Linked DNA regions of Sus scrofa: region 2 is linked to region 1. Evidence: chromatin contacts called from public HiChIP or PLAC-seq data. All regions are on one chromosome and are shown on one strand. The core of a region is the stretch at or near the end of the contact, and the rest is flanking DNA. Distances in the headings are between cores, read along the strand shown. Region 1 has its middle 70 kb from the start of RGS2. Region 2 holds the start of RGS2 (regulator of G protein signaling 2).

What was found. HiChIP or PLAC-seq counts read pairs in DNA pulled down with a chosen protein or histone mark.
Region 2: a contact with region 1 is called in an H3K27ac HiChIP or PLAC-seq map of skeletal muscle. The contact joins the promoter of RGS2 here to the enhancer-like site in region 1. A contact is called at or near these places in 8 of 47 Hi-C or Micro-C datasets (blood, fetal heart ventricle, heart right ventricle and 4 more) and 2 of 2 datasets of contacts at active chromatin or transcription factors (alveolar macrophages and skeletal muscle).

What each region holds. Positions count from the first base shown.
Region 1 is chr10:868,687-871,265 of Sscrofa11.1, forward strand. No RefSeq gene overlaps it. Among named protein-coding and RNA genes, the nearest start is that of RGS2, 70 kb to the right of the region's middle. Within about 2 kb of position 1,300, at least 21 of the 83 cell types and tissues checked have an H3K27ac peak or open chromatin away from gene starts, as enhancers often do. A contact at or near this core is called in alveolar macrophages, retroperitoneal adipose tissue and skeletal muscle, where this site is marked.
Region 2 is chr10:938,787-941,365 of Sscrofa11.1, forward strand. It overlaps RGS2 (regulator of G protein signaling 2), which reads right to left and starts at 1,297. Exons shown (of 5, transcript NM_001044600.1): 1 at 1,172-1,297; 2 at 3-104. The coding sequence starts at 1,281.

The DNA of each region.
Region 1 (2,579 bases), core at 50-2,549:
GTCTGCAGTGGCCGTGGTCTTGGTGCTTGATGTTTTCTTACTTCGGTATATATTCGAGTTGGCAAAAACTGTGTTATTCACGCACAACTTGTCCTTCTCGTTCTGTAGATGTGTACGGTAATCAGAAACACAGACTTTTCTGTTCTTCTTGCACATATCTGTTGTTTTTGCGTTATTTTGCAGTTCTTGGTTTAAGACATCTGTTGCATGAAAAGAATTTGTCTGGTCTTTGTTCCCAGTTCCTGGCAGGAAGCCTCTAACCCCCTTGGAATTTCCTAAGTGATGGAAGAGTTTTTGTTATTCACGAGCCCCCTGGATCCCACCTGAGTTTATGCTAAGGAGGTCCCTCTCAGGCATGCCCTAGATGGCTTCAGGATGGAGGTGGTCACCAGAGACCAGCCACCCACTTAGAGAGTTGGCACTCGGAGCCATCCTGACATCTGGGGCGGGCAGTGAGGCTGGAGATTAAGTTCAGTCGCATGGTCAGCACTTTCATTGATCAGGCCTAGAGGGGAAACCCTGGGCACAGAGCTTAGTGGGGCTTCTGAGCTGGAGGCCACAGTGATGTGCTGAGAGGGTGATGCAGCCCAATTTGATAGTCAGAAGGTCCAGAAGCTCTGCCCTCTGGTGCCTCCTAGATCTGGCTCTCTGCGTCTCTTCGTGTGGCGGGTCCTCTTCTCCTGAATTTCCCTGAGGTTTGTGAGTCCCTCTAGTGAATTATCGAACCTGCGAGGGTCATGGGAACCCCCACATTTGTTGCTAGTCGATTGGATGTACGAGCGGCCTGGGACCCTAAACGTGTGGCTGGCATCTGAAGCGGGGTCAGTCTTGTGGAGGACTAAGCCCTTGATTTGTGGGGTGGCTAGTAGAAATTAACTGCAATGTGCCAGTTGGGGTGGAAACAAAATCATGAAAACCATGTTGGTAAGAGTTGAGTCATGTTCCGTGAAAATTCCTTGGTGTGAACCCAAACAAAGTAAGATCAGCTCTGCTTCAAAAAAGCCTTCATCAGATAAGAGGGTCTGCCAACAATCTGATGTTCAAAGCATCCGTCTGTGGACGTGCTGTGCTTTGCCGTGGGGTTCAGGAAATTGCAGTAGTGGCAGGCAAGAGTGCTGGAACCTTCCACTTACATTTCTGTTTTTTTAACCTTAAATGTCCTTCCCTCTCCTGCAGATACACAGCCTGCCACGCTGCTGCACAAGAGGAAGTCCAGTCACAGTGGGAGACCACTGTCCCTGCCTTTTGCCGGGGAGGGGGGGGGAACGGGGGACTCAGAGACCCCACAGTCCTGCCTGGACTCCCCCTATCTGTAAACTTGAGGACATGTGACTTCTCTCTTCCTCATTTCTGTTCAGACACTACAGTTTGTCACTTGTCATCACTATTGGCTTTTTAAAAATCTCCTTTCGGTCAAGTTTGAGGGTGTCTGACTTTCCACTGCCTCTTAGGACATTGTGCTTCTTTCTCATTCTCCTTGCACTTCGTCAGCCTGCTTTTTGTTGCAGCTCTGCTTATTTTATAGCCCTCGTGCACCGGCCTGACCTTCAGATGCCCTTACTTCCCACACTGCAAGGGCACCATGCCACTGCCAGGCATGTAACCATTCTCTTTCTTAGCTTACTTCCCTAGCAAGTCCCCCCTCACCCCCGGCTTTTTTGTTTTGTTTTGTTTTTGAGATGTCAAAAGCAAACTTCTGAGAAATGTCAGTCCAATCAGCCAACTTAATTTGCTTTTTCCCTCAGGGTCCTTAACCCAATGTCCTTTCTTTTATTCTTATTGTATTACGTAAGGAGAGAAAATTCAGTTAGCTCTATTTCTTTAACCTAATACCTGGCTCATCAGTTAATATTATTGATTTCTGCTTTGGAAATGTTAAATTGTCAAATCTCTGTGCCCAGAGACATGGTCCCGCTCCCCACAAATACCAGATACGCTTGGAAGATCCTTTTTCTTTTTAGAAGCCAATTCGTTTTTTTTTCCTTTCCGTTCAAGTACCTTTCTCTGGCAAATAAGTTCACAGCAAAGGGTCATATTTCATAGGAAGGGACTCTGCTCTTTCTTTTTTTTTTTTTTTTTTACCTATTTTATTTATTTTTTATTTATTATTATTATTATTATTTTTTTTATTTTCCCACTGTACAGCAAGGGGGTCAGGTTATCCTTACATGTATACATTGCAATTACAATTTTTCCCCCACCCTTTCTTCTGTTGCAACATGAGTATCTAGACATAGTTCTCAATGCTATTCAGCAGGATCTCCTTGTAAATCTATTCTAGGTTGTGTCTGATAAGCCCAAGCTCCCGATCCCTCCCACTCCCTCCCCCTCCCATCAGGCAGCCACAAGTCTCTTCTCCAAGTCCATGATTTTCTTTTCTGAGGAGACTTGAATGAGCTTTGGTTTGAGGGCATCATTGTGCCCTTCGTTTGTAGTTTTGTTTTTGTTTTTGTTTTTTGTCTTTTTGCCATTTCTTGGGCTGCTCCCACGGCATACGGAGGTTCCCAGGCTAGGGGTGGAATCGGAGCTGTAGCTGCCGGCCTAGGCCAGAGCCACAGCAATGCAGGGTCCGAGCCGCA
Region 2 (2,579 bases), core at 47-2,546, 70 kb after region 1:
ACTTGATGAAGGTTTGCGGTTTGCTTTTCTTGCCGGTTTTGGGCTTCCCAGGAGAGGAGGAGTTTTGCAAGAAGTAGCTCAAACGGGTCTTCCAATCTTTTAATCTTAAAGAAGAAAAAAAAAAAAAAAAAAAAAAAGACTTTTACTAAGTGCCAACACTTGAAATGGCCACACCACTGCAGCTAAAGGTTTTTTTTTTTTTTTTTTTTAAACCAAATAAAGTCACTCCCAGTAGCTACAGACAACGAAGTAAGACAAAACAGTCCTCCTTCAAGTCAGTCTTACCCCTTTAAAATATAAACCCAGCACCTATGCCTGGAACAGTTTCATCTACTCATCTGAACATAACTGCTAGTTTTATAACTACGCGTAGGATAACCTACAATTATAGGGTATTTAATGAATTTAGCTGGCATAGTTCAAAAGGCAGATGCTATTTCTGGCCCACAAAAGGCAGCAGCAGTTCTGCAATGTTAATTACAATTCTGAGACATTTCACACTTGATGAAACGGACAGTGGAACTGCCCGGAGCCAGCCATGGGTATTTCCCTTCCACCCTTAGAGCAGGAGGATCTGGACCACTCTAGAAGCTGTGAACAATGAGGTGAGGTGCGTGTGCGTGTGTGCGCGCGTGTGTGATCGCAACTACAACACCCATTTTAACCAGATGATGCAGAACAATTATTTGTTCCTTAGTGCTGGGTGGGTGAGATCTGTTGTTAAACTGGAAAAAAAAAAGATTTTAAAATAATATATTCAGAGCTAGCAAAAATATTTCCATCCCAGCAGCTGTGTAAGTTGATGAGAATTTACAATGCAACGTACGAATGCTGGGGACGCGCCTGGGCTGCAGGATTCTCTGGTGTCATTTTCGATGCGGGGAGATAAAAACCCAACCTGCGATTCCTCAGCTCATCTACCACCGCCTCTGCATCACGAATTTGCCGCAGTTCCTCGACTCTACCCTCGAGTCCTTCGGTTACATCACAAAGGACCCACCACATAGATTTAACCCTACCTAGCAAGTGTATCTTTTACACAATGTTTTCCCCTGCAGAGATGGAGGCACCGCTCCAGGGTGGAAGCCAAGCGCGGATGTACCGCGTTTGCAGCCGCCCGGGACAGCTAGGTCCGCGGGGCTGGCAGGGGAGAGAAGAAAGCCGTACTTACAGGGTCCGCTTCATCTTCTCCCGCTTCTCCTCGCTTTTGGGGCCGGTGCCTGCGCTCTTGTCCATGGGTCCGCAGTCGTGATGGACAGTCAGGAACATAGCACTTTGCATTATCGTCTACGCTCCCGGGTGCCCGCTCTCTGCTGCCAGGAGCGCGCCGCGGTATTTATAAGAGTCGGAGGCTCGTGGGCGGCGCCTCACGACGCTGGGCCCGCCTTCAGCGGGTGCCGATTGGCCGGCTGGCTCCGGGCCTGGGGCGGAGTCTGCGCAGTCCCGGGCACCGCCGAAGGGTCTGGAAGGGAGGGCGCCGCTGACGTTTGCGGCCGCAGCGTCGTGCGCAGGCGAGCCCCCCGCGGCGAGGCGCTGGGGCTGCTGGTGGGGGCCGAGGAGTTTCCCTTCGGGCAGCCGCCGGAGGCCTCTGCCGGCTTGGGGCGGCCGGCGGGGTGGCAGAGCTTGGGAGGCGTGGGGCGGGTTGGCTGCAGGCCCCGCGGGGCGCTCGCCCGCCCCTCCCCCTCCTCGCCTCCGTCCCCTCCCCCACGCGCACTTGCTCCGGACCCCAAAGGGAGGGGGGAGTCCCCAGCAGGTCAAGGTTACTTGCTGGGAACCTGAGTGCAGTTACTCGGTTTTGAATTCGGATGTGTTCCCTCTTTTTTTGGAGCGCACACCCTCTCCCCGCGCCTCCTTTCTTGGTCTGTAAACTGAGGCCGCGGGGAGATGCTCACCTGCTCCTCTTTTCGTCACCGATTCATTGGCGGAAGGAAAGGGAGAAGGGGGGGCGGCGCAGGGGCGGGCGGTGTGACCTGCTCTGCAGCTTCCCTGGACAACTTGGAGAACGTTTGGGAGGGACGTCGTCGGTCAGGGGAAGGAACAGGAGAAGAAGTGCTTTACCTGGGTGTGCAGTTTTAGTCACCAACACACACGAGGCTGGGTCGGTCCTTGGGGTTGCGTGCTCCTCCTCTGGAGTACTTGGCTGCTTGTCCTTAGGGAACACACGGGGAAGTCACAGATCTCCTTCTCAGGACGTAGAGGGAAACACCAGGACCTCGCAGCTGTCATTTTAGTGTAAGAATGCAAAGATGCAGGATTTCCTCATGAGTCATTCTTAGTCGGCCTAGAATTTACCAGAACATTTACTTGGCAAAAAGGAGAGGTGGGGGTGGAGGGAAGGCTAGGTTAACAGTTTGCTTGAAGGAGCTTAATTTGCTAAATTCTTCAGAAATTGTCCTGCTGTAGCACGATTTAAACGGTTTGATTGGTAAGGACGAGTAGGTGACCTCAACCCCGGTGTGATCGGATAGCGAACAATTTTATTAGATCTGTGCAGTGGAATGTTCAAGGGGTTTTCCTGCCAAGCATCGAAGTAGCAGGGAGATGAACCACAAGGTATTAGGCTGCAGAATTCTCTCTCC